7 separate regions of the Mus musculus genome follow, and regions 1, 2, 3, 4, 5 and 6 are each linked to region 7. Evidence: chromatin contacts called from public Hi-C, HiChIP or PLAC-seq and promoter capture Hi-C data. All regions are on one chromosome and are shown on one strand. Each heading gives the region's core, a stretch centred on a gene start, on an enhancer-like site or on the middle of the called end of the contact. The rest is flanking DNA. Distances are from core to core; before and after follow the strand shown. Region 1 holds the start of Hdhd3 (haloacid dehalogenase-like hydrolase domain containing 3). Region 2 overlaps 8030451A03Rik (a long non-coding RNA gene). Region 3 has its middle 32 kb from the start of Rgs3. Region 4 holds the start of Bspry (B-box and SPRY domain containing). Region 5 holds the start of Tnc (tenascin C). Region 6 overlaps Rgs3 (regulator of G-protein signaling 3). Region 7 holds the start of Akna (AT-hook transcription factor).

Region 1 (3,863 bases), core at 679-3,178, 900 kb before region 7:
GCTCAGCTGGTTAGAGTGCTTGTCTAGTACACATAAAGCTAGGTGTGATCCCCAGATGGAATAAAGGAGGCATAGTGGCAGGAGGAAGAGGCAGGAGGATCAGAAGTTCAAAGTCTTCCTTGGATATATGGCAAGTCTGAGATTAGCTGGGCTAAATCTGGCTTAAAAAGTAAAACCCAGGGCTAGAGCGATGACTCAGTGGTCAAGAGCATTGGCTGCTCTTCCAGAGGACCTGGGTTCAATTCCCAGCACACACATGGCAGCTCACAACTGACTGTGACTCCAGCTCCAGGGGACAGTCCCTCACACAGACACACATGAAGGTGAGAAAACAAATCATTTAAAAAAAAAAAAAAAACACCCAATGGAAAATTTTGGACTAAATGAAATAATTTATGCATTTGTTTCAAAACACATTTCTGGACATCTTATGAGTCCGATGTTGGGGAATAAGACAGTTTTCCATCCCCTGTGGCATTTCTAGGTATTAAATACTAAGGGTTTCTCTGTAGACCAAAAACCTATAAAACAAGCACAGTGAAGTTGGTATGTGCCATGAGGCTATAAATCTGGAACCAAAGTCAGTCTTTGAACTCAGGGAATTTCCTTAGCAGGTTGAGGAATCCCGAGGAAAGAACATACAGAAAAAATATATATAAACTTCCTTGAGGCTGGGCAAAGTCTAGTGCTCTGGGCAGAGCTGAGCTCAGGTGCATAGCCCTGTAGGTCAAAGTCAGGAAGCAGTTATGCCTGCCATTATCTGTATGTGGTTTTGCCTCCATGTATATAAGTGCACCTCCGTCACGCCTGGTGCCTGTGAAGCCAGAAGAAGGTGTCAAATGCCCTGGAACTGGAATTTCAGACATTTGTGAGCTGTCACATGGGTGCTGGGAATCGAACCTGGGTCCTCTGGAAGAACAGCAGTGCTATTAACTTCTGGGCCATCTCTCCAGCCCATGACCCTTTTACAATTATTAGAAAATGGTGCCCTTGTTTAAGAAACCCATATTTATATTTGAGTATGCTTGACTTTCCTCAGAGTCCTTCTTTCCCCCCTAACCCTCATGCTTAATCCTGCATTAAAATGTTATTAATAAAATTTCCAACTTGGCTTCATTTAAAAAAATTACTAGTAATGTCAAAAAAGAGAAAGGTTCCTGGAGACTCTGACCAACAACATAACTGGTGAGGAGCTGGTGGAACCAGAGAGGGGCTGTGAACCTGCCAACAGCCTGGATTAGAACCCAAATGTCCAGACTCTAGCCAGGGCTGCCTTTGCTTACCCATGTTTATATTCTTTTAAAAGTTGGATTATGTTGAGCCTGGGAAGAGTGGGACAGAAGACAGTCCGTTCCAACTTGGCTCTGAGCTGCAAGTTCTCCCTGGAGTTATTAGTGCCAAATACCCAACTGTCAGTTCTCTGCCTGGAGTCAGAGACTGATTGCAGGTTTGTCTCCAGACAGAGGGGACTGCTTAGCTGTGTCTTTCAATCTGTGGGGTCCGGGGTTCATTCAGAATGCAGCCAAACAAAACAGAGGTGAGGAGGGGTGTGGGGGCGGGGCGCGTAAAGAAATGTGACAAAGAAGAGATTTAAGTCAGCTCGAAATAGTGAGACAACTTTAAAAGGGCTCTCATCGAGCAGGTAGGTAGGCTGAGGCCCAGCCAGGAACCAGACTGGTTCCGAAAGTCCTCTGGATGTCTCAGGACAAAAGTCATAGCGGGGCTGGGGCTCCGCTGCAGGACTGACTACCCTAAAAGCAGCGGGACGCGAGACTGGAGCCTCCGGGGCCAAGTCCACTGCTGGCTGGCCTCCAGCGTCCCCAGCTCGACTGCACGGATTCCCACGGTTTAGCACCCTCCACCCAGCCCCGGGCCTCCGCACCCACCTGGCTCGGGAAAAGAGACCTGAGACGCAGCGGCTGCTCCACCGGCTCTATGTAGGCGATCAGTAGCTCGCGACCCTCGGACTTGCCATTGATTCTCGCCCCGCCCCACTCTAGGCGTCACCAAGCTCCTCCCTCGCGCCCGTCACTCGCCACGCTGAGTCTTGGGCCTCTTGTCCCTTAGGTTACCCCGTAGCTTCCCTGCTCCCTGTCTCACGCCCTCTCACCGTCCCCTGGCTTCTTAAGGTCACTGTCTCACCCCTCATCACGTTCCTCCCCACTGCCCTTATACTCATTATCACAACCCAGGTGTTCTCTTTGCTTCTCATCTCTATCCCCCGGCCCCCGCCTCCGTGGGATGGAGACACTTAGGGGACCTAGACTAACTTGGGAATGGCAATGGCGGGGAGTGGGGTTAGGGCTCAGGCCGGCTCCCCAAACGCAGTGAGGACTCCAGCAAGGCTCTGTCCCTTTCTGTTCTGAGAGACCCCAGTTGGTTCTAGAAGGGAACTTCTTGTCTCACACACACAGTTTGTTGACTGCAATAACCTAGACACTTGGTTTTAAGATAGGGTCTCACTATGCAGGCAAACGGGTCCTGAGCATCTTCCTGCCTCAGCCTCCCAAGTGCTGGGATAATGGGCGTGCCACCGCCGTGTCTGTCTAACCTAGTTTCTCTCTGTAAAAAAACAAAAAACAAAAAACAAACAAACATTTAAAGGAAAGAAGAGTTTCCCTTTAAATGCGGTTTTCATAACTGAAATACACGTTTATATTCAAAAGTACCGTTGAAAGCAAAAAAGCAAAGCTTTCCTCTCAACCTAGTTGATTCGTGAGGTGCCAAGTAAGCACCTGTATTCTGTGTCTGACGCGTGGATAGAGCAGGAAAATGTCAGTTTCCTGCCTACGCGAACATGGGAGGATCAGGCAAAAACCAAGTTCATAACGGAAATGAGCTGTAAGTGCTGCCAAGGAATTGGCTGGGGGGCAGGGGCAGGAGGGCTTCCCTCTGCTCTTTTCTTCCCCTCCCCCACAGGTACCCTCTTAAAACATCTTCTGTTATCTCCTGGCTCTGTGGACTTTAGATGGACTCAACTCCCTCTCCCTGGGCCTCAGAAAGCAAAGTGCAAAGTCACAGAGCAGTCAGCTCACCTGCCAGACTGGTTTTGCCGAACAAGCTTGCTCCTCAGAAATGGAGGTAGAAAGGATAGCCAGGACATCAGAGGCCCACCTGTTCTTCAGAGAATCCTGGAATCCCTGACTGTATCTCTTTTCAGGGTCACCTCAAACCTAAGCCTGTAGGTTCTGATTCCAACTCTGCCACCCTGGAGACTAGACACGAGTAACTTAGTAAAGCTAGAATCCAGGCTAGCTTTAAGTAGATTTCCAAGATAATCAATGTCAGCTGCCATTTGGTAGGTCTCTCCATGTGCTGTTGGCACAGTGACAGATGGTTGATATCAAGTCAGATCACACAGAAAACCTCTTTGAGCATTTAAGAAGATTCTTTTCAGGAGAGAAAACAGACTTCTAGGTGCTTAAGGGTTTTGTTTCAGGTCACATACTACACAGCACGCTGCCCATCTCCAAAGAGGGTTTGCCAGCGTGTATTGATTGGCTCACCTGGGCCAATGACCTTGACCTAACTGTTGGGCCACTAGAATCTACTTTTTATTGTCTCTAGGTTAGCAGCAGCAAGGAACAATACACAGATAAATAGCCTGGGATGTCATAGGAAAGATGGTGGTGGTCTTTGATATTCTGAATCTAGCTTCTTTTTGATTTGCAGCTTCAAAGCTGGGTACACTTAGCCAGGTGTGGTGGTAAACCTGCAAGTCCAGTTAGGAAGCCGAGGCAGAAGTTACAGACCAGCCTTGGCTATGGAGCATGATCCCATTTCAAACAGAAAAACATATGTACCCTTTAATGGATGTTTTCATCCCATAACTCAGTTATTAAAATCCCCTGACAGTTTCACCC
Region 2 (3,624 bases), core at 577-3,076, 680 kb after region 7:
AAGAATTTCTTCCCTCCCTCCCTCCCCCCTCCCTCCCTCCCTCCCTCCCTCCCTCCCTCCCTCCCTCCCTCCCTCCCTCCCTCCCTCCCTCCCTCTCTCTCTCCTTTCCTTCCCCTATTTCCTTATATTTTGAGACAGGGTCTCATGTAACACAGGTTATCCTCAATACCTACTATACTGATGAGGATAACCTTGAATTTCCAGTCTTCTTGTCTTTACCTTCAGAGTGCTAGCATTAAAGGATTGAGCCACCATACTGGGAGTGGTTTATGGTACTGTGGAGTGAACCCATAGCTTAGGGAAACACTCTACTAATTGAGCTCCATCCTTAATCTTATTGGTGTTCTTTAATAACTGTTGAGATTCACTTAAAACAGGATCTCATGTGTAAGTCCCATGGTGATATTGCTTGTATCATAAAGCTAAGACTGATCTCCATGGTTCCCTTATTCTTTTTATCATAGGCAGAAATATTGAAAACGAGCAAGCTTTGTTTTAATTGGAAGGACTAAATGCCTATTTTTGGAAACTATTGCTTGTATTGCTACAGTTGAGACAGTGAAGCACAATTAAAATCCTTTTAAAAAAGATTTTCTCCAATAAATCAGTAAGTAATTTATGACTAAGCAAGTCCCATGAAAAATGTTATAGCTGCTGGCGGCTGGGCGTGTACACCCATCTCTCACTCTTCTTGAAGGGATGTAGGCTAGATGTCCCTTCTAAGTCCCTCCAGGTTTTGGAGCTTTTTGATCTTTTTCTGTGCTCCCACCCTTACCCTAGCCCCCAACATGAAAGGAGTGATTTAGTTAGCAGGGAAGTTACTGAGCTGTTTGATTAGCTGTGAAGAAGTCTTTCATGTTTCTAGGGTCGTCAGAGTTGCTATAACCAGCCTATGGATTAGAAATGCAGACTTTGAGACCCAACCCAGGCTTACTGAATAGGACACTCTGGACAGACTCAGCCATCTGAGCATTACCAGTTGGTTCTGGTCTGACTTAAGCTGTATAAGCATTGTCTAGCTGGCCCACCTCTCTTTTCTGAATCAGCTTTAGGAGAAGCTGGGTTCTGATCTGCTTCCTTCCATGTGGTTGGAATAGAGATATAGATTGGAAAGGATACTCTGTTGCAAGGTGTTTTTATACACTAGTTTCAGGTGCAGCACTATAAAGTCATGATTTTACAAAAAAATTTTTTTTCTAATGATACTGACAATTTACTTATTTTTGTTTAAATGTAACTCTAATTTCAACTTTCATAGTATATTCTAACTTTGAGGGTAGAAGGAGAAAGGAATATCATTCATTGGATTCCTTAAAGCCCTAATAGTAGTCACTTATTTTTCTTTATGACGATGCATTTAAGTCCTGAGTGAGCCTGAGAGTAGCCCAAATTCATTCCTGTTAGAACTGGTACCAAGTAAAGACCAGAGAAGGCAGACACACTTATAAAAACGTACCTGGAAAGTTAGCTGGAGATAGCAAGAACCCAGTCATATGTCAGACACAGCCCAGGTGTCTCATCACCAGCTCCAAATTGAAAGAGAAGGAATGCTTTTCTGGATTGGCTTATCTCTGTCTTCATAGCGAGGAATTCCTACCTCATGTTTCATCCTGGGAATCAAGAATGAATCTGTACCAAATTGGTTTCCATGGCCCCCTAGTGAACACGGCATCTCTCAATGTCACATCCTAAATTCCTACCCCAGTTCTTTCATCCAACTTCCTTGACAGGAATTGAAAATGAACTGCAGCTGTTCAGCTTGTCTGTGGTAGGCAGCAAATTCTTAGTCCTCCTGTGAGCTCATCCCAGGGAAAACCTCATAGTGTGACCAGGAAGTGCTCTTGACGGCAATGTAGAGTCCGCCCCCATTTCCTGTGAGTCACTTTTGGTTCCAGTCTGTGGGACAATTATTTCTCCAAATGGAGTTACTTGATTATCCAACAGAGACATGTTCCACGAGGTAACAAACTGACTTTCAGATTTGAATTTTGACTTACCTAATTTTCATCCACATTATGCCTTTTATAATCCCTCATTTCTATTCTGGGTTGCCAAAACACTGTTTATACTTTGCGAAATTTCACAGTGAGTACGGGCTTTGATGGAGGGATCAACCAATTTGCTTCTTTCTTGATTAGCTTTATAGTGACAGCTCATGGCTTTGTTTGTTTGTTTTCTGTTTTTGTATTTTTCTTTGTGAACATGGCAGCTAATGTGCTATGCATGTTGTGTGTGTTGGTTTGACCAACCTTCATGGTCCTATAAAGTAGGTACTATTTCAGTTTCCATTCTTCAGAGACTATGCGCCCCTTCTTTCTTCATTCAACATCTGTATGGTTGGGCTTTAAACCCAGGTCTGGCTCTCTTAGATCCTTTCATACAATGAAATATGCATTGGCTTCCTGGATGTCCCAGCTCTTGGGTAGGAGAGGGCTTACTGGGATAAGGACAGTTCAGATATGCAAAAGGCCTTCACAGAAGCCAAGCAAGGCAAATGTCTAGTTCAAATTCAATGCCAAGGTGAAGAATGGGAGATAGCAGGTGACTTTTGGTGAAATTATTTTAGAAAATTGCCAGTGTTATTCAACTACAAATTATTCTTATGGAGTGTCTTGGGTGTGAAGATATCCAACAGAATGAAATACATGCTAGATCCAGAAGATCTGTGGCTGAAATTCTACATGATGGATGTTTACATTCACCCCCATTTTAAAGCTTAAAATGTACACAAATACAGATCTAATTGAATAGCTACCATATATCTTTGAAAATCAAATATCTCAACAGAGCATATGCCAGAATTTAGGAAGTATGGGCATAATGTAATGAGCCATTTATAGAAAATAAATGTCATTTGCTTTATTGATGTGGCTGAAGGGAATCTTACTTTTATGATCAGAGTGAGGTTTAAGGATGAATGTAAGGAATGACCCATGTCTTAAAGGACAAAGAGGAGTTAGATAATAAAAGAAGATGGTAAAAGTTGATGTTCCAAAACTAAACAACCCATTTTTCTTTTCTTTTTTTTTTTTTTTTTTTGGTTATCACTGCCAATCTGTTTTTCATTTTATTTTATCATTTTATGGTGGGAACTACAAAGGAAACTGGACTCATTTGTCAAGTATGACCCCAATGCCAAAGCCGCCATCTTGATTTCTTTTTCTTTGTCTATTCTTTTATATTTGTTAATAACAGAACCATTTCATGTTAATAGCTGTGGGTCTGCACATCTCATTTGCATGAAGATACTGAAGGAAGAGTTAGGCTACACCATCTGTAGTCCATTTTATCAGAATATCAGGAGTTTCTCTATGAGACTACTAAATGAATACTTGCTTCTGTTTATTCCCCTGGATCAAATCATGTGAGTCCTCTTGGTTCCCTCTTGAGCTTCTATACAGAGAGTGTGGAAGGGAGAATGGCACAAAGTATGTGTTTTAGTGTTATCCATGTCAGCGATCACCTTCCACGTGAGTGGAAGAACTATGCTCTGGGAGAATTATGAAGTTAGCATTTGTATTTGTTTTCTTTCTTTATTCCTTCCAAGTATGTCCTGTCATGCTCAAAGAGGAATAACAGAAAACATTCACTGAAAGAATAAACAAATCAAGTTTCATCTCAGCA
Region 3 (3,806 bases), core at 483-2,982, 820 kb before region 7:
GCCCCAATAGTAGGCAAATGTTCTACTCCACTGGGCCCTTGAAAACACACAGGTTCCAGAGAGTGTGATTTAATAACTATGAGTGGATCCTGAGACTCTGACCTTAAAGATGTCCTAGAGATCTTTTGAATATGATCCAGACTTGGAAGCTATGGATTCCAGGTCGGTTTTTGTAGCCAATGTAGGTACCATTTGATGCAGATCTCTTTGCTAACTTTCTCAGTTCCTTGGCCTTTCCCCAACACTCCTTGGCCCCTTCAACAGCGGGCCTTACCTGGTAGTCATGCTGCAGACATTTAAAGGAGGTGGAAACACAAAGAGAAAAAATATTTCCATCAGAATATTCCCTACAGAAAGAGTCTCTGCCTCTCTCTCTCTCTCTCTCTCTCTCTCTCTCTCTCTCTTTCACACACACACACACAGAGTGGGGGTCGTGAGCACACCTACTATTTCCCAAGGAAGGCAGGTCCAAGTAACATTTGCTGGCTGCCTCATTGCCTCTGAGGCCCTTAGCTTCAAGGGAAGGCACAAGCTGCAGCCAGGAACCAGCTAGTCCTTCTTTAGAGTGATTTGATGCCATTTGAAGAAGTGTTACCATGTGTTCGTGGCTGTATCTTCCAGGGTCACACCTCTTATTTTGATTAGGGAATTTGTTAATTCTCTGGTAAATGCTCTACGGAGCTATAATGCATAATGTATACAGTTCACTCACTGGAAATGTACAACTTTGTGGTTTTGAGTAAATTTACAGAGTTATGCAATTATTACTATGACCAGTTTAGAGTATTTTCATCATTCTAGAAAGAAACACTGTACCTTTTAGCTTCTTGTTTTCCATCCCTGACCCTCCGTCCTTCCCAACCCCCACCAATCATTACTGTGTTTTCTGATTCAATGCATATACCTTGTTGAGGGGATTTTATGTAAATGGAAGTGTGTATGTGTATTTCTATGAATGTCTCTTTTTACCGTGTTTTCAAGGAATGCTCATGTTACAGCACATAGCAGTACTTCATTTAAAAATAGGTTTTACGTTTATTTGTGTGTGTGTGTGTGTGTGTGTGTGTGTGTGTGTGTGTATACACATGTGTCATAGCACAAGTGTGGTGGTCTGAGGACAACGTGTAAAGCTGGTTACCTAGTCCCATCATGTGCTTCTTGGGCATGGCACATAAGCCTATAACACTGGGATGGGGGTATGATACAGAGGTAAGAAGATCATTGCTGGCTTTGCTGGCCACCAACTTAGCCAAAAAAGAACCTCAATAAGACTTAACAACACTTGGAGGCAGGGGCAGGGGCAGGGGCAGTGTATATATGAGACACATAGTCACGTTAACAAACAATAAGAGTTGTTGTTGTGTGTATGTGTGTGTGTTTTAAGGACGCAACCATAGAAATGTTTTATTTCCGGACCTTCTGGTTTGCTTTATAGTCTCCTACTTTGTCATCATCACAGACTCGATTACTGACTGTAGCTTTGTAATAGCATTTTGGAATCCCGAAGTACAAATCCTTTGATTTTATTCTTCACTGTTATTTTGGTTGTTCTATGTTCATGGTACTTCTAGATGCATTTTAGGTACAATTATTTTATATTGAAAACTCCCAATTCACAAAAATGTCGGCTCTGTACAGAAAATCTTGAAAGGAAACCAAGGTTTTAGCTTGCCCCATAAGCCATATCAGCGACCTGCCTGGGTTGTCTCTGAACACGTCACTGTTCTCCTTGTGGTCTCTAGCATCCTGGAAACGGCAAACGGTTAGGGGAGAGCACAGGTTGCCTTTTCTACGGGTTATCTGGGCTGGGAGATGATGGACAGCCAGTGCGTGTGCTCTGAAGGCTGAAGGTAGCTGTGGGCATGGCTGAGACCACCCATCTCTCTTTAGAGATGTCACTGCCACTGAACCTGAACCCGGCAGTTGTGGGGAGCAAAGTTTGGATCACTGGCACACATGTGAAAGCCAGGTGAAAAAGAGTTCTTCCCTGTATGTCCTTTCCCAGCCTTTCTTACTATGGTGTGTGGCACACATGCATAAAAACATTCCTAGATGTATATAAAATACCTATATGGATACACACACACACACACACACACACACACACACACACTCTGGAGCTCAGGCAAGCACCTGGCTTTCACATGTGTGCCAGTGATCCAAACTTTGCTCCTCACATATGGCCAGCACATATTTTTAATTAAGATAAGCTATTGCTACATTATATATCTTAGGCAGGCCTCAAATGGACAATCTTCCTGCCTCTGCCTCCTGAATACTGGGATTACAGACAGGGGCCACCGAGCCCAGTTTTGGCAATGTTTTCATTGTTTATTTCATGGTTTGGTCGGAGACCGTATTCTGTGTCCTTCAATTCTTTGCGATTCATTGGATTTGCTTGCTCACCCAAAGGAGCATTGCGTATCAAGAGAACCCTGTGTGTCCTTGATGAGACTCTTGCAGTTGGCGGGTGCAGTACTCTCCCCATGTGTCAGCTCTGGTCAGCCTTGCTCACCATGTTGCCCTGGTGCTCTGAGTCTGTTATTTTCTCTATCTGTTTATTCTACCAGTTACCAAGAGAAGGATGTCAAGTCCTACTGTAGATTAAACTTGCCATCCTCTTGCCATCAACACTGTCAGCCTTTCCTTTATGTATTTTGAAGTTAAGAATATATGGTTGTATAATTCTTCTTTTTCTGCAGAGTAAAAACTTCTATTATAAGGTCTTCAGCTGTTACAAGCCTTCTCTTTATTTCTAGTAGAGGTACAGTCTGCATTTCTTGGCACTGACATAGTTCCCCAGGTCCAGCCTGTGTCTGGCCTGCCTTTTTCTATCCTTTGTCTTTCCAGACTGGGTCTTTGTTCTTCAAGTGCTCAGAGTCCACCACAAAAAGTCAGGCATGGAGTTATTATCTTTTCTTCTCGTTCAGAGCTTACAAAAATGTCTTTTCTTTGGCTGGTCAGGTGCTAGCAGCCCAGGCTAGCCTTTCATCTTATCGACAGTGTCTCACTATGTTGCCCCAGTTGAGCTACACATCCCAGGCTGTGCTTGAACTTATGACAGGTGCGTGCTGCGTGCCTGGCTCTTGGGATCACCTTGAGTCACCGTGAGGGACTGAGGCTATTTGAAACTGAGCCGCCGTTCTGTGAGGATCTGTGTCTGGCTATGGCTCACCTTGTTCCAAAGGAGTAGTAGCCCTTTAGGTTCTCTTTGATCCCCTGAATTTTGGTCTCCTCATCACCAGAGTTCAGAGACATCCCAGGAGAAAATCAGTCTGGGAAAAACATCAGGCTCCCACAGCCTTGCATTTGCCACCGCACACCCCACATTCTGTGTATCTCATTTCAGCTCCATGAGGATGCTTTTAGATATTTTTACCTGGCTTTTCTAGATTCCCTTATTGTGTCCCTTGGTGAGTCTGTCATCCCCCAAACTAAAGTCTCTGGTGGATTTTTTCTCATTTTTCTGACATAATAAAAATCTTCACATTTATTTGTTTGAATGTGTGTGTATGTGCGTCTCTCTGTGTGTGTACATACTATAGCATATATCTGGAGATCAGGGGGTAACTTGTGAGAGTCAGTTCTCTCCTACCATGTGTGTTTCCCATGTCAGACTCAGGCTTCAGTCTTGGCAGCAAATGCTTTATCCACTGAACCATCACTCTAGCCCCAGAGATTTTATTTTATTTTATTTTTTAATTTGTTGTTTATTTTATGTACATGTGTGTGTGCTTGCATGAGTTGATGTGTACCATGTGTATGTATGTGGTTGTGGAGGTCAGAAGAGGGCGTGGGATCCCTTG
Region 4 (3,695 bases), core at 196-2,695, 920 kb before region 7:
TGAAGGCGCTTGCTGCCAAGTCTGGTGACCTAGGTCCAACTTCCAAAACCTACATGGAAGGAGGGATCCTATTCCTGCAAGCTGTCCTCTGGTTTACGAATGCACTGTGGTACATACACTTCCAAAGTATTCAAATATTCTCTCTCTAAATAAATAAATGTGATAAAAATTGTCATAAGTGTTTTTCCTTTTGCTGTTAGCACTGAGCAGCTGCTGTGTGCCTGACACTGTTCATAACTTTTCTTTTTTGCTTTGTTTTGTTTTAAGACTATCTCCCTCTGTAGCTCTGGCTGTCCTGGTGGCCTGGAACTCGCTATGTAAAACCAGGCTGCCTCTAACTCACAGAAATCCATCAGCTTCTGCCTCTTTTTTTTTTTAAAGACTTATTTATTATATGTAAGTTCACTGTAGCTGTCTTCAGACACACCAGACGAGGGTGTCAGATCTCATTACAGATGGTTGTGAGCCACCATGTAGTTGCTAGGATTTGAACTTGGGACCTTCGGAAGAGCAGTCAGTGCTCTTAACCGCTGAGCCATCTCTCCAGCCCAGCTACTGGCTCTTGAGTGCTTGGATTAAAGGCACATGCCACCACTCACAGCTTGGTTTTTTGTGTTTTGTTTGTTTGTTTGTTTGTTTTATTTGTTTGTTTTGTTTTTTTAATGTGTCTTTGAGACAAAGTCTTACGTAACCCAGCTGGCCTCGAACCTTATATGTTTGAGGATGACCTTGAACTCCTGATCTTCCCACTTCTATCTCCCAAGTGTTGGGATTACAGATTTGTGTCACCATAACTGACTCATTTCATGTGCTTTCATTTATATACTCCTCAACCCAAGTATGAGAGTGAGATCGCCTCAACCCCCTTTAACAGTCAAGCACAGCTGAGAAATGAGCCTGTATTTAAGACACATGCCTAAAGCTGCCCCTCAAACACGCTGTTAATGCATTTAGCAAAAAATCTGACACTTCGTAACTGCTTACTAAAGATTCGTATAGGCACTAGAATGTCAGTTGTTTTTTTTTTTGTTTTTTGTTTTTTTTAAATCAAACACATCACGTATCTTGAGGTATTTCTTTTCTTTTTAAGATTTATCCATTTATTTAATGTATGTAAATACACTGTAGCTATCTTCAGACACACCAGAAGAGGGCATCAGATTTCGTTACGGGTGGTTGTGCGCCACCATGTGGTTGCTGGGATTTGAACTCGGGACCTCCGGAAGAGCAGTCGGCGCTCTTAACCGCTGAGCCATCTCTCCAGCTCCCAGCTGTTTGTTTTTAAAACTCTGACACAACACAACTTAATCCTATAAAGAACCACAGCCTACAGATGCAGGCGGAACCAGTGTGGTGTGGGTCAGCGCGCGGGCGCAGCCTGGGAGGGGCGAAGCCAGAGAGGGCGGGGCCTGGAAGGGCCACGCCCTCGGTACCTGCGACAGGTGGAGCGCGCGGCCTCCGGCTCTCGGCCATGTCCGCGGATGTCTCCGGGACGGAGTCCGGGTCCGAGTCCGGGCCGGAGCCGGAGCCGGGACCGGAGCCCGGACCGGAGTCCCGACCGGAGTCCCGGCCGAAGCCGGGACCGGGACCGGAGCCCAGACCCGAGTCCGGGCCGGAGCCGGGGCCGCGATCCGGACTGAGGAGGGGACCGAAGCAGGGGTCCGAGCGGAGCCAGTTGTGCCCCGAGCACTTCGAGCCTCTGAGCTGGTTCTGCCTCTCGGAGCGACGGCCGGTATGCGCCACCTGCGCCGGGTTTGGCGGCCGCTGTCACCGGCACCGCATCCGTCGAGCGGAGGAGCACGCGGAGGAGCTGAGAGTAAGCGGGCGTGGGGCCGGGAACTTTCTTGGGGCGGGGGAACTGGCAGGGACCAGGGACCGGGGTGGGTGGGTGGGGGATAGTGGCTTTTCTGTGGCTTCCCTTGCAGAAGGAGGTGGTTAAAGGTGTGACCTCTGGAGTAAACTGGATCGGAGTTTGAATCCTGCCCCCTCCCTGTGAGTCACTGATCCAAGCTTGGTGTCTCTCACCAGTAGTTTCTAGGCATTCATAACACCACGTGATTGTTATAGCTGACCTCGTAAAAACTTAGTCCCCCCCTAACCTCTTGACTTAGAGTCACCCTCTCCCCCCTTTCAGGTTTCCTGGTGAGGGATCCAGTTCCCTTCCAACCTGGCCAGACTGTAATTGAAGTGATGGATAGGGTGGAAGAATAGCAGGGCACTCTATCTCCTAAGGTCTCCTCATCTCTTGGTTCAGTGTGGCTCTAGGCTGGTCATTTTCCAGTTACACCCTGATCCTTTTCCCTGAGCTGCTGAGATTGGAGGCCAAGTCACCTTGGTGCAGCCGTCGTCTTCCTTTCATTTTAGCTGAGGCCCCTGGGGAACTCCTTGCAATTTGATTAAATGGCTTAATTCTCCCAACCCCACCCTGGCACCGAGCCCTGCTGTGCACTGAGAGCTGTCGCTGGGGACATCACCTACTCAAACCAGATTGTAATAAACACACCTCCCTGGAAACTGGGGCCGGTGGAGTTCAGTTACTCAGGGATGGTGAAAATAGACTTGAGAAAAGTTGATATAAATCAGCTTGCATCATGGGTAAGGCTTTTACAAATTCCTAAGGACTTAGATACTTATCATCGAGTTCCATCCAGGCTGAAGCGTGGGTTCTAACTAAGGTTTTTCAGACGAGGAAAAGGGCCCACAGGAGGATGGTAACTCTTAATAGTCAGGGTTTAAGAGGGGGAGATTCATTGACCGGGCAAGAGGAAACCACTTTTTGATCTCAGTGGTTATGAAGAGGAAGTGACCTCATGGAAAACCTTGAAAGTAGCCTTCATGCCTGTATGAGTGGTGAGAGGGGTGAAGGCCAGGGCAGGAGAGCAAGCTTGGTACTCTGCCCCGGGTGCCTTCCCTGAGCTACCCTAACACCTTACACCCAGCCTTGGTGTAAGGGAAGTGAGTCTTGCCATCTTTCTTTTTACTTTAGAGTTTTGGGTTGTTTTGTTTTGTTTTGTTTTTGATGCTGTGTTTAACCAGAGCCTCATGTATTTTAGATCACTGAGCTGCATGTCCAGCCCTAGAGTTTACAATGCTTCCAGCATCCTCCTCCTATCCCTCCATCCTGTAGAGAGATTGTCTCTGGAGCATAATCATTACTGACCTGGACAAAATAGGACTAGTTCAACTGCTCTTAGCTTCTGGATTCATGCCTTGAAGCTAGTTAGAAGCCAGGCTCAAGGTAGGATCCAGCCTAGGTACCCATTAGTGATGAATGGATAAGGAAAATGTAAACATATGCACGTGTATACATGCACTAGAGTATTAATCCATACTACAGAATAAGAGTGTGTGATTGGACTTGGGAGGCAGAGGCAGGAGGATTTCTGAGTTTGAGGCCAGCCTGGGGTCTACAGAGTGATAATGGGAGGCCTGAAGGTTGACAAAGGAAGCCCAATTTTGGGTTTAGACAGGATTCCTCTGAGGTGGTGACCATCTGGATAAAATAACAGAAGTGGAAGTAGTCAATGGTGAAGTGAGGAGAAGAGAGAGGAGGAAGGGAATTGGGGACAAACCCATCAAGACCCAAGTATCTTTGAAATAGGTGTTCTCTGTGTAGCCTTGGCTATCCCAGAACTCACTCTGTAGACCAGGATGGCCTCGAACTCACAGAGATCTGTCTGGCTCTGCCTCTTAAA
Region 5 (3,514 bases), core at 677-3,176, 640 kb after region 7:
TGGCTTCACCCATTCTCTCTGTCTCTGTCTCTGTCTCTGTCTCTGTCTCTGTCTCTCTCTCTCTCTCTCTCTCTCTCTCTCTCGTGCTCACCCCATTTGAGTAACCCAGAGAATATTCACACACTGCACCCCCTTCTTTCCCTAGATGTGGTCACATTCTTGGAATGTACCAGGCCAAGGCACACTACCCCCATCCCCCATGCCCTTCGAAAGCCTTGGTTCATAGGACAGGAGAACTTTCCATCAGCTTATTTAGACAGAGCATGCCTCTCACCAGCCCTGGTGAGCTTTGTTGCATCTCAGGAAAGGCAGTGGGGTGGGGAGCAGCTTTCATTTCTAAGGTGCATATAGGGAAAGCTCTATAAAACAAAGAAAAAAAAAGATTCCACGAAAACACACGAAAAAGAGGCATTCACTCTTAAAGAGAGCTCCCAGTCTGGCTCATCCTCTGAGGCAAAGAATCTGATTCCAAAGACCACCAGCCACACAGCACTCCATAGCCAAGCACTTCAGCCTGTAAATGCCTGAGGACATTCTGGAGTCAGAACTCCAGATTCACATCAAGCCCGAGGCTGCCACCTTTTCTCCTAATGGTGCCAACACACCCCTTGCTTGTAAAACACTACGTGCCAGGCTAGCAGGCTGTCTCAGATTGGGCAAGATAAGAAGGCAGAGGCTTTGGGGGTAAGCAGACACACTGAAAAACTGGGTTAAGAGGCCCCGCTTTTCACGTCCAGGGTGTTGGCAGCTTTGGGCCATGACAGAGATTGCCCAGTTGCTGATTTGATCTTTTTTGTTCCTCATTCGCTCCTCATTATAAGGGGAGCTGCTGTCCCCACTTTAGAGAAGTGGAAACTAAGGTCCATAGAAGTTACATATTTTCCTGACACATTTATGTTGTAGTGGCACTAGTGGGAATGCCCAAGCCACTTCTAGGGTCAAACCCCAACCTCTTATTCCCCCTGTCACAACGATGGCATAGAGGAATCTCTGTGCTCTTTCCAAAGTTCACCAGGGAAGGGAATATGTTACTGGGGTTCTGGGATAAAGTGTCAGGAGGGAGGCCGATTTGGGAGCAATATGGGGTTCAGATGCCTCCAAACCTTCTACACATGCCCCACCTGAGGTCTCTGAATCAGGAGGATGGCACCCTGCTTCAAGAACCCACAGACGTGCCCACCAGTTTCATCTTACAGCCTGTGGGCTTTTCATCCGTGCCCAGAACTCATCTCCTAGCTCTGGTATCCAGCTCTTATCTTTCCCCAGAGTGGACACTGAGGATCAAATGGGACAAGAGGGGAACGAAAACTGTCAAGTGCTGAGACTGTGTAGATGCACGGTTGTGTTCTCCCTACTACGGGTACGTGGTACTCATCCCACCCAAGTGCTGTGAGTGAATGCCACTTTAAAATGCAACTTCTCTAACGCTCCAAAAGGGGAAAATCCACAGGTGAGAATCAACGAGGTAAAAGGGTAAGAGTTAAAGTAAGACATTTCCTCCAAAGAAAGGCAGAGACAAAACTTTACCAAAAGTTCCCTGAGTTCCTCTGACTATTGACAGATCCATACCAAATACATGACCGCAGGAGGGCAAGCACAGAATAATCGGGCCGCATCTGATCACACCGGGCTTGGAAATTAAACAAAAGTTTTATAGTTACAAACCCACATCTTACTGGGTACCGGGAATGCCAGGAGCACACCAGAAAGATCCTGGGTGATGGGATCAACAGACTCACCTTTTCCAGGTCGGGAAAAGCAAAGTCTCTGGGTGCACCAGCTCCGTGAAGAAGTACCTGGGTTAAGCCACAACGAGTTCCCAAGCGCGCGGTCCCTAGCGTCTTCCCAGCCACTGTCTGTGCCCACCAGAGGCTAGGGTGTGTGTCTGCGCGCGGGAGAGACGCGTGACAGTAGGCAGGCTGTGGCCGGAGCAGCCAGCTTTGGCAGGCTTATATAGGGAGCTCCTTCCTCTGTAATGGGACGCCTCGCCTCCAGACATCCTTTCCCACTTTTTTTTTTTTCAGTTGGTGAGTTAAAGGCACAGCCCTCCCAGCGGAACAGGGTTAGCTCATGAAAGACGCACTCACTCCAGGCGCGCCGCCAGCTAACGGACCATTTGCATACAATTTATAGTGAAGAAAAAAAAAAGTAGGAATTTCAGCTCCCTCCGCCCCCGCAGAGTAGTTGTTAGTGAAGTGTGATTTTTGCATTGCTCCACAAATGAGTATTCTAATTGTGAAACAGAAGCCTTGGGAACTGGGATATGAGGGAACTGGATCCTGGCGCTGCTCCTGGACTAGAGCAAGCTGGAAACACGACCTGGGTTCCCTCAGGCTCTGGGCAGCAGCTGCGGGGTGGCACCTCGGAGAAAGCCTGAGGGCTGAACCTGAGTTCCTGGAAAGAGGAGATCGAGGAGAGTTGAGCAAGCCCGGGGCAGTTCAGGTTTCTCTTGGCCAGCTTGGAGATAACCCAAGATTAGTTCTCAGCAGGTGGGAACCATACTGGGAGCTTAGAAAAGTGAGCTTTTCTGAAGCAGGACCCAGCGGTGCCCAGCTGCCTGGAGGAATCTTTATCCAGATCCCAATGTCCCCTCAGGAGTCACTTTTTGACATTGTTTATGCCACATACTAAGTGCTTTCTACTTAGTAGGGTCTACTAAGTAGGGTGTAGTACTTAGCTCAGGGTGTACTCCTGAGCTCTCAGTGTACCTAGGTGCTGAGTGAAGACTTTTTTTTTTTTTTCTTAGAGAAGCACTAATATATTTCAAAAGGTAACACTATTTAGGTTGAAGTCCTCATTTAGCATGTTAAAGTATCCCCAAGGCACCTGGGGCCAAGCTCAGCTCACGGTACTTCTGGGCTTGTTTGGGACAGTGCTTATACCCTGCAATTTAGAGAAGCAGTTTAATGCCATCAAGGAATTGTGCCTGGGAAGCACTTAGAATTCATGGCTCCATGACACATTGGTGACCAGAAACAGTGAGTGATGCTTAAGTAGGAAACTGTCACCCATGACAACAGACACAGCTGCTTTGCTGGACTGTGGAAAATGCATCTCTTTGTTCTGTAATTTAGAAGAGACTTCTGATGTTTTAATTAACAACTATTATCGGAAATTTCAACCATCCACTTACTGATTGATACCATCCTTCAGCCTTTCTCATAACATTTAGTTTCAATCTCCCTGGGAGAATAAAGCAAGACAAAATTAGGCTATCCCTAGGGTGGCACCGATTCCAGGACTCGAAGACTGCCTGCTTAAGTGTTCCCTATCCCCCCCCCCCCCACACACACACACACACACACCGCTCAGACATCAGGAACAGCCATAAATAGTCATGTCGTAAAACGACTCATTTGAACTTTTAAACCATTTGGGCTGATTCAGATGTTGGTTGCTTTGGGAATTTTTTCATTCTGCGTGTTAGCCAAAACATATTTCAGTGGCACAAGCCTGTCTTTCCACCAGTAGTGAATGCTTCCACGCCTCTAGGCTTTCCTAAGCAGACCCAGGC
Region 6 (3,819 bases), core at 922-3,421, 720 kb before region 7:
CCCCAATTCTTTGCCTGCCCCATCTTCTCCTCCATAAGCCTCTCCTATCTTTCTTGCTGCCTCAGCTCCCACAGCCCCTAGGGCAGGGCTGGGGTGGAAAGAGTTGGCCGGGTTCTTCATCCCAGTCTCTCCTCCACAGAGCTGGCACCTCCAAGGCAGGGGTGGATCTTGCTGCTGTTTGGCTCTGGTGCCTGGCACAGGGTTGAGTTCTGTAAGCATTTTCTGAGTTACTCTAGGAGATGGGGAATTGGGAATAAGCCAGGGCCCGGTGAAGGAAGGGACAATGCCTGACCACTAGGGAAGTGGAGGCCAGGCCCTGGCGTAGATGCCCTGAGCCCTATATCGAGGACCTTCCAGTGGAGAGCTAATGGAAGCCCATAGGGTCTTCTGGGGTGACTTTGGATTTGGAGAGGCACTGTGGGGTCATGGGAGAGATACCACAGTGAAGTGGTAAGTCAGACTTCCATAAGACAGTTTTTCCAGCATGGCACAGAGAATAGCCAGAAGGGTCTGCCACTGGGAACCCCACACCATTTGGATGAGGGTGGTACAGATGCAGAGAGAGTAGGAAGATTCTTAAAATAAGGAAAATCAATAGGTTTTGTTTTCTAGCCCAGTTTTGGAAACTGAGCAGAAGGCACAGTGTTCCGCTCTGCCCTCTGTCCCCTGCATCCAGCCTGTCGGTTGCCAGAGAGTCACCTGAGGTTTGATGAGGGATCCGGAGTGATAGTGATAGATTCAGACGAGAGAATGATGTTCAAGATTTGGTTTGAGCAACTGGTAGTGACAGCATACAGGGGCTCAGGAGAGTAAGGAACTCAGAATGCATTGAGTCTGGGGCACATGAAGCTGGGAGCTTAATGGATATCCAGAAAGTGGTCTCCAACTCTCCTTGAGCTGCATGCCACGTGCCCTCCCTCAAGCTTTTTACGTATGTTGCTTGGTCCTCCTCCTCCTCTGAGTGAACCTTCCCTGCCCTCCGTGGCTTCAACAAGGACCTCCCAATACCCCACTTTTCCTCGAGCAGGATACAGCCCTCCTTTATACAGCAGGCGGTGGCTGGTGCTGATCTTGTCCTTTTTCGAGTGACATCTTGGTTAATGTCTTTTCTTCTCTTCCACCCTGAAAGCACAGTTGTGTCCAGTGAGCCCGGGACAGTGTTTGGCTGCAGAGTTCTGTAAGGCTTGGGTAAAAGTAACCAATAGAATCTATCCTCGGGAAAAGGGTGGCCTGAAAATGCAGAGGGTGCTCTGGACCGGCAGTGGATGGCACATGAGGGAGGTGCAGGGCTAAGAGGAAGGGCCTGGAGCAGATCCTGATGGACAGGCAGAGTGGCCTATGATGGAGAAGAGCAGGGTTCAGTCAGAGGAAATCTTTGGGCAAGTTCCAAGCCCAGCAATGTTAGGAATGGTCATAGTTACTATGTACTGGCTGCTTACATTGCCACACACTATTGAGTTCCAGACACATGATAGCTCATTTGTTTTTCTAGCAACACCATGAGTTGTTCTTAATCCCATAATATACCTGAAGAAACAGAGGCGCAGTGAGGCTAAGCTCAGGGTACCCCAGCCAGAAAGACTGAAGCTGGTTCAGTGTCCAAAGCTGTCACAACTATGAGGGCATGTCACTCTTCTCCCAGACTTTGGCCAGGCTGATGTATTGGGGTCTGGAAGACAATGGTGTGAAGGACTGAGCTGGTGGCAGAGGCAGAGTTTGGGGCTCTAGGCTCAGTGTGTAAAAGCCAGTCCTAGAGGAGCCAGCTGAGGCTGGATAGAGAAACCGGGTTTGGGTCGAGTGTCTGAGGTCGTTGGAAGTCAGTGTCGAGCCAGAGATCTGGAAGCTGGAGACCCAGTGGACCCAAAGCCCAGTACAAAAGTGAAGCCTGGGGGTTGGGGGGGACTGTTCACAGCCTGGCAAGAGTTCTGAGGGCCTCTCCCAGGCTTGGACAAGTTCTCAGCTCCACAATCAGTTTCCTGGCCTCTCTGTACCATGGTGGAAAAAAGCAGGTAGCCAGAGATCTCATGTGTGAAACTAACGACTACAGTTTCAGTCTTCTGGCTTTCCCACCAGTCCTCTTTCTGAAATAGTCTGACCTATGTGAGGGCCAGCCCGAGACACAGGCAAACACCAGCACCCTCACTTGCAGAGCAGGAAGTGGTTTTTGAGGGCATATGCTGTACCTGACATCTGGTAGCCTCTGTGAATCAGCAGCATGAGAACCCCGGGTTGCCTATGGGGTTAGCAGGGGATGGCTCTGTAGTTGGCGCCTGTACGGTACCAGGTAGGTCTCTCCCAGCGGCCCTTGACTACCCCTTCTCCCAGTAGCTGGTGGGCGTCTGAGGTCAGCAGCCACAGCTGGTGCGAGCAGGTGCTTCTGGGCATCGTCGATACCATCCTTCCCCAGCCTGATCCAAGCTCTGGATTGCATTTGGGAGAGGATTTGATTAGGCCCCGGGCAATGGCTCCATTTAGAGGGCCTGGCTCATTTCCTGTGGCTGCTAGCAGGCGAGACAAGGACAGAATTAACCCTGCTCCAGCCTGGCTAAAGAAGTGATAGATGGGGGGATATGGACCTGGAGGAATACAGACATAGAAGGATATGGACTTGCGGGGGATACGGACCTGGAGGGATATGAGCACTCTCAGGGAGCAACCGCTTGTTATGATTGGGATCTAATGCCCTGTCAGAGCAGGCTAGCATCCCTGGGGGCACCCCGGGTGGGTTTTTATCAGCCCAGCCTGTAGCAGCACCCTCCAAATTGTGTGTTCCCCACTACTCGAACTTCTTTACTAGAGCACTCAACACGTGGCTTGTCTAGCCTCTAGTTTATTTCTTCCTTGAGGTCTAGCTCCTTGTTCCCTGCTGCCCTGCAGTGTGTATGAAGAGATGAATGGAGCTGTTCTGCCCTCATGGCCTCTCAGCATTGCCAGAGCTGGTTCCACAAAGACACTATCTATGCCCATGCCATTCTCAGGACAATCCACCCTGCCATATATCCCCTCTCCCTTTTCCCCTCTTTGTATCCCCCTCCTGCCATTCCACACTTCTGGGGGTTCTCGGGTCTCCTAGAATATGCCCTCAAGCCGCTACCATCCCAGCTAGCTCTCCCAGGAACACTGGCCTGACCGAACCTGCCCACAGTGGTCACAGTACACAGAGATCCTGCCTGGGTGGGTGGCATAGAATGAGGAGTTCTAGGCCCCATCTACAAAGCATTGACTTTGTGTAAGCTTACTCACAAACTGTTCCCTTTCTTTCTAGATATGTTTCCTCCCTGCCTCCCCCACCCCATTCCCAGTATGTGCGACACCTGGGACAGAAAACAGGGGGGTTAATCCTGCATGAGCCTCAGCTTTCTTAGATAATTGTCTCATGGCCTCAGGCCTCTGCTTCCCATCTCTGGAATGAGACCCCTAATAAGTGGCCATTGCATCAGTACATCTCCTGGGCTAGGCACGGGGAAGACCCTAACCAGAGCCTGTGAGTCCCATGTGGCCTCCCCAGGCACAGCTGGAGAAAAGGAGAGGTTGAGTAGCACAGCTGGAGAAAAGGATAGGCACAGCCAAAAAGTGGGCCCCATTGTATCAAAGCCAGAGTCTGAAAGGGCACTGGAGCCCATAACCACCAGGCTGTCTGAAAGCCTGTCAGCTCCGGTGACTTCCTAGATGATCCCTCAGGGTAGGGCCTCTGGGGACAGGCACCCTTCTGTGCAGCAGCACTTCCCTTCTGGTTTTGTTTGGTTTGGCCCCAGACTAGGGCTGAGGCAGGCTGACTTGCATTTCTGGTTTGGGGTTTGTTGCCTAAGGGGATAGGAT
Region 7 (3,950 bases), core at 1,444-3,943:
GGCTGCCTAAAACAAGTTGGCAACTGAGACTCACACTCCAGGTTGTCTTCTGGCCTCTGGTGTGTGCAGTGGCACCCATGTACTGCCCCGATCCCCACAAAATACTGTAAATCTAAGTTCAAGGCCCCTCGTTCCCGTACAGGACCTGCACCCCTACTTCAAATCCATGGTGATGGGGGATCCCGACCTTGTGTGCACTCGGTTGATGTCTGTGGGATCCTGGCTCAGAGGCCCCAGGTCAAGTCTTCAGACTCTTCCTTTAAGCAAGGACCTCAACAGAGCCTCTCCAGCTTCAGCCCAGTGCGGAGGCGAGGGCAGGTAGAGGGGGGTGCAACCACACCTCCTGACATCTCTGCTGAGGCAGGGCTGCAGCATGTGGTTTTCTGACTTTTGAAATGTCATTTTTTTCTTTCCCCTAGCCCACCGCAGAGCAGCCTGCACCATCGCAGAGGCCCCTACGTGCAGAAAGAGGAACGGCCAGTTTGCTGCAATGACTCAGCCACAAAAATCTCACCGTTCTCCGGAGAGCCCACACATCCCTGGCAGCAACAGTCAGTGGTTACAGTTTTGCACCCATTTCTCAAGTGCCTCGACTTGTGAGCTTTACCTGAGAAAGACCTTACTCTTCTGTGCAAGTCACAGCCCTCAGTGTCATGGAGCCTGGAACTGGCCAAGTCAGGTAGTCAATCAACAAACACACATCAGTGTCAAATAGGTACCAACCTCAGGCAGAGATGAAGTTGCAATAGAGCAGCAGGCTGAGCACCAGGCAAGCAGATCCCAGCCAGCCCTGTATGTTCCAGCCACTCGAGGCATGTGGCTGGCTGACTGCTCCTCTCTGTAAAGGGGAATGGTGGTCACCTAGGCCTGTTCCTGCTGCACCCATCCCTCTGTCTGGTGAGCACCCTGACCCTCAGAGACGCACCAAATGAACTTGGAGGTTCTCAGCCCCTAGGATACAGAAACACACATGCTTGCCAAGATCCCACCCTCCGTGGAGGACGCAATCCAGAAAAACCACTGAAGAAGGAAGTTTGGTGACAGCTTTAACAGACCAAGCACATCTAGGGGAGAAAGAGGAAGGGGAATCGGGACAGAGGAACAGCACAGACAAAAACACAGAGGTCTGAAAATACAAGCTGAACTTCAAGGATGGCTCAGGGCCTGGCCCCTGAGTGCCACAGGCAGGCAGGGAAGTCTGGACAGCCGTCAGGGTAGCAGTGGAAGCTGGGGATTCGAATTATGATGTCCTGACCCAGGAGGGCCAGCCCCTCTATAACTAGGTCCTGCTAATGGTTGGGCCATTGAGCTAAAGGTCCCCACCTGCCCCCAGAGAAACTGCACCCCACCCTCCCCAAAAAAACACCAAACACTGCTTTCTCTATGTCCTTGCTTCTTATCACCTAACACCTGTACAGAACTGATCTCCATGTTGTCACACCCTCCAGGGATTCTATTTAGCAACTAGCTAGGCAATGCCCTGTTCCCCACACACTGCTTCATACAGCTCTCTCTCTCTCGAGCGCGCGCGTGCGTGCGTGCATGTGTGTGTGTGTGTGTGTGTGTGTGTGTGTGTGTGTGTGTGTGTGTGCGTGCGTGTGCGTGTGTGTCCAGGATGATCCTCCCCCACTGAAGCTTCAACCTTCAGCAGCCCTGGCATTCAGAATCTCCATGCTACCCAGCTAGAGAGAGCCAGGACATCCCCACCTTAACCTCATCCCGATGAGGAAACAGAGGCACCCACCTAATGAGAACAACCAGGAAGTTTAGAACACTGTGACTATTAAACCAAGGCCAGGAGATGTATAGGAGGCAGGAGGATGGCAGGGGAAAGACCTCCTTACCAAGCTGCTGGACCCTTTTGAAGGGCTGGGCTGTGGGGCTCCAAAGCAAGTTTGGATCCGTGGCAGGGCATAGACCTGTTCACAGGAGTGGCCTTTGGCCTGCGGCAAGTGGAGATACCCATGACGGATGTCCCCGGACTGTCCCTTGGCTCACCCAAAGAGCCTGGGAGGAACTAACAAGGGGCCAGGCTATTACTGACTCTCATCTTGTCCTACTGTAGCTCTAAGCTGGCTTCCTGGCCCCCACTTTGTCCCTGCCCTTATTTGGGTAGGAGGGTGTCATCTCCTGGCCTGTTCCTCACTTCCGAACATCTCGAGACCCTCAGTAACCCAAGCACTAACTGGCCTTGAGATGAGCCCACCCCGGGGGACAGAGAGGGACCAACACGGGTCCAAGTTCACCAAGGGAACCAAATTGGATCTGGAACTGGAAACTAGCATCTTGGGGTCCACTCTTTCGTGGGGGCCGGACTCCCAGAACTGGACAGGAGTGGCAGCAGCTGCGTAGCTGTGATTTCCTGGCTGGGCTGGGCTGCCTGCCAGGGTTGTCCAGAGTCTATGACTGGCCCATCCAGAGGGAAGGCGGCCTTCCCTCTGGCCCTCCTCCTGGCTCAGCTCCTTACCTCACTAGTACTACACCACCATCCTGCCGGCCTGGGCTCAGGGGAGCTGCCCACAAGGTCTTTGTTTCAAACCTGGGGAGCCCCCTGCCTCCACAGCAGCCTGGAACGCCTCCAGACTGCTCTGCCAGCCAGAACGGCCTCAGCTCACAGACAAGCATCCCTCCCCACTTCTCCCCGCCCCTGCAGCTGAGGCCTTGCCTTGCCTCCTCCTCCTTGCAGGAAGCGCCCAGCCTGATTTCCTACAAGTGTTTGTGAAAAGGAGGGGGGGTTACTCTGCGGAGCTGGCGCCAAGAGCTTAACCCTTTGCTGGGCAAGTGTGGGGCTGCATTGATGGGAAGAGAACTTCTGAGGCCTTGAGTTTGAGACCACCTCAGTTGCAACCACAACCGTGCTTGTACGAGCAGGAAGTCCAGAGAAGGCTTGGCTAAAGTCACATTGCATGCCGGTCCCAGGAAGAGGAGCCTGCAGTTCCTCCACTCCCACCCCAAAATTGGTCTCTTCCATCACCGAAGACTTTATCAAAGCCTCTCCCACTGTGTAGGTCTCATTGCCCATCCTCACAGGAGGGAAAGGGGAACCTCAGCCTTGGCGCTTGCTCCTGTCTGTCCAGCTTTAACTTCGTCTACTAACACAAGTCTCATCATCTCAGGGCAGACTTAGGGATTTCTGCCCTTCCACTTACTGTCCATGCCTAGAGATAAGATGAGCCTGCACTGGAATTGTCTAGGTAAGAAGGAAGAACTAGAGGATCAGGTGAACATCTCCTCTTGTAGCTTCTCCCTCAGAGGCCCCAGAGATGAAGGAACAGAATTATCTTCATGGCCAACCTGTGGCTCCTCAGGTCCCTTCACCTCTGTGAGAGGTGTAGCCATCTGAAGAAGCAGGGTGGGACACAGACACATCACACCTGGCCCTTCACTCTATAGTGAAGTGTGTAAGATGTCAGGTGTGCCTGAGGCAGAGTATGAGACAGGCTGGTGACCAACGTCTCCTGCTGCTTTGGTATCTCTGAGGCTGAGGACTCGCAGATCCTAGGGAAACACCCGAGGTTTCAGGTCTCAGATGCTGGACCTGCCCTGGCTGAAGACAGGGGCCTGAGAGTAACAAGCTGAGTGGGGGTGAGGCAGGACTATCAGGAAGGTCTGGGTGGGGAGGCCACAGTCACACAAGCGGCCGGAAGGACAGAGAGGCAGAAGCAAGCCGCAAGCATGACTGATGAGAATGTTCTAGAAAGGCAGCTGCAGAGACCTGAGAGAAGCAGGAGGCCCTTGAAGACAACAGGATATGATGTGAGAGGACTCAGGGGCCGGGGCAGGAGGTACAGAATCTGACCTTCAGGATCCAGGCTGACGGGGCAGGCAGGAGGAGGCAGGAGCCAGGTAGAAGGAAGATGCTGCAGGAGCCCTAAGTCCGCTCCTGGCTCTCTACTCTGCCCCTGCTGACCCAGAGAGTCAGGAAACAGAAGAGACATGAGGTCAACCCT

The links. Promoter capture Hi-C pulls out the DNA fragments that hold promoters and counts their contacts. Hi-C and Micro-C count contacts between places; a contact is called where the count stands out from the background. HiChIP or PLAC-seq counts read pairs in DNA pulled down with a chosen protein or histone mark.
Region 1: a contact with region 7 is called in a promoter capture Hi-C map of the HPC-7 cell line. The contact joins the promoter of Hdhd3 here to the promoter of Akna in region 7. A contact is called at or near these places in 2 of 39 promoter capture datasets (the C10 cell line and the HPC-7 cell line) and 6 of 115 datasets of contacts at active chromatin or transcription factors (bone marrow-derived dendritic cells, double positive thymocytes, large pre-B cells and 3 more).
Region 2: an H3K27ac HiChIP or PLAC-seq map of the NIH/3T3 cell line shows a contact between it and region 7, with 3 times the contacts expected there. The contact joins the enhancer-like site here to the promoter of Akna in region 7. A contact is called at or near these places in 4 of 39 promoter capture datasets (the 3T3-L1 cell line, maxillary cranial neural crest and stem cell-derived epiblast-like cells), 2 of 484 Hi-C or Micro-C datasets (the 3T3-L1 cell line and muscle stem cells) and 4 of 115 datasets of contacts at active chromatin or transcription factors (the NIH/3T3 cell line, bone marrow-derived dendritic cells, bone marrow-derived macrophages and 1 more).
Region 3: a contact with region 7 is called in a Hi-C map of CD8 T cells, with 2.3 times the contacts expected there. The contact joins the enhancer-like site here to the promoter of Akna in region 7. A contact is called at or near these places in 1 of 484 Hi-C or Micro-C datasets (CD8 T cells) and 3 of 115 datasets of contacts at active chromatin or transcription factors (double positive thymocytes, neural stem cells and regulatory T cells).
Region 4: a Hi-C map of CD8 T cells shows a contact between it and region 7, with 2.3 times the contacts expected there. The contact joins the promoter of Bspry here to the promoter of Akna in region 7. A contact is called at or near these places in 2 of 39 promoter capture datasets (erythroid cells and pre-B cells), 3 of 484 Hi-C or Micro-C datasets (CD4 T cells, CD8 T cells and rod photoreceptor) and 5 of 115 datasets of contacts at active chromatin or transcription factors (astrocytes, effector CD8 T cells, memory CD8 T cells and 2 more).
Region 5: a contact with region 7 is called in an H3K27ac HiChIP or PLAC-seq map of the NIH/3T3 cell line, with 2.8 times the contacts expected there. The contact joins the promoter of Tnc here to the promoter of Akna in region 7. A contact is called at or near these places in 4 of 484 Hi-C or Micro-C datasets (cerebellum, cerebral cortex, cortical neurons and 1 more) and 5 of 115 datasets of contacts at active chromatin or transcription factors (the NIH/3T3 cell line, astrocytes, embryonic basal ganglia and 2 more).
Region 6: a Hi-C map of memory CD8 T cells shows a contact between it and region 7, with 4 times the contacts expected there. The contact joins the enhancer-like site here to the promoter of Akna in region 7. A contact is called at or near these places in 2 of 39 promoter capture datasets (the C10 cell line and pre-B cells), 1 of 484 Hi-C or Micro-C datasets (memory CD8 T cells) and 4 of 115 datasets of contacts at active chromatin or transcription factors (bone marrow-derived macrophages, large pre-B cells and memory CD8 T cells).

Annotation. Positions count from the first base shown.
Region 1 is chr4:62,500,272-62,504,134 of GRCm38.p6, forward strand. It overlaps Hdhd3 (haloacid dehalogenase-like hydrolase domain containing 3), which reads right to left and starts at 1,929. Exons shown (of 2, transcript NM_024257.1): 1 at 1,887-1,929.
Region 2 is chr4:64,082,290-64,085,913 of GRCm38.p6, forward strand. The region is part of intron 5 of 8030451A03Rik (a long non-coding RNA gene); the gene reads left to right. Among named protein-coding and RNA genes, the nearest start is that of Tnc, 37 kb to the left of the region's middle. Within about 2 kb of position 1,827, at least 25 of the 459 cell types and tissues checked have an H3K27ac peak or open chromatin away from gene starts, as enhancers often do. A contact at or near this core is called in the NIH/3T3 cell line, bone marrow-derived macrophages and muscle stem cells, where this site is marked.
Region 3 is chr4:62,585,544-62,589,349 of GRCm38.p6, forward strand. It overlaps a transcript of Rgs3 not described here. Among named protein-coding and RNA genes, the nearest start is that of Rgs3, 32 kb to the right of the region's middle. Within about 2 kb of position 1,733, at least 15 of the 459 cell types and tissues checked have an H3K27ac peak or open chromatin away from gene starts, as enhancers often do. A contact at or near this core is called in CD8 T cells and regulatory T cells, where this site is marked.
Region 4 is chr4:62,478,622-62,482,316 of GRCm38.p6, forward strand. Bspry (B-box and SPRY domain containing) reads left to right here and starts at 1,446. Exons shown (of 7, transcript NM_138653.1): 1 at 1,446-1,816. The coding sequence starts at 1,472.
Region 5 is chr4:64,045,010-64,048,523 of GRCm38.p6, forward strand. It overlaps Tnc (tenascin C), which reads right to left and starts at 1,927. Exons shown (of 27, transcript NM_001369211.1): 1 at 1,740-1,927. The region is part of intron 4 of 8030451A03Rik (a long non-coding RNA gene); the gene reads left to right.
Region 6 is chr4:62,683,195-62,687,013 of GRCm38.p6, forward strand. All of the region lies in intron 10 of Rgs3 (regulator of G-protein signaling 3), which reads left to right. Among named protein-coding and RNA genes, the nearest start is that of Gm52741, 15 kb to the left of the region's middle. Within about 2 kb of position 2,172, at least 149 of the 459 cell types and tissues checked have an H3K27ac peak or open chromatin away from gene starts, as enhancers often do. A contact at or near this core is called in memory CD8 T cells and pre-B cells, where this site is marked.
Region 7 is chr4:63,400,752-63,404,701 of GRCm38.p6, forward strand. Akna (AT-hook transcription factor) reads right to left here and starts at 2,694. Exons shown (of 22, transcript NM_001045514.3): 1 at 2,468-2,694. Gm52742 (a long non-coding RNA gene) reads left to right here. Exons shown (of 3, transcript XR_003955424.1): 3 at 420-1,375.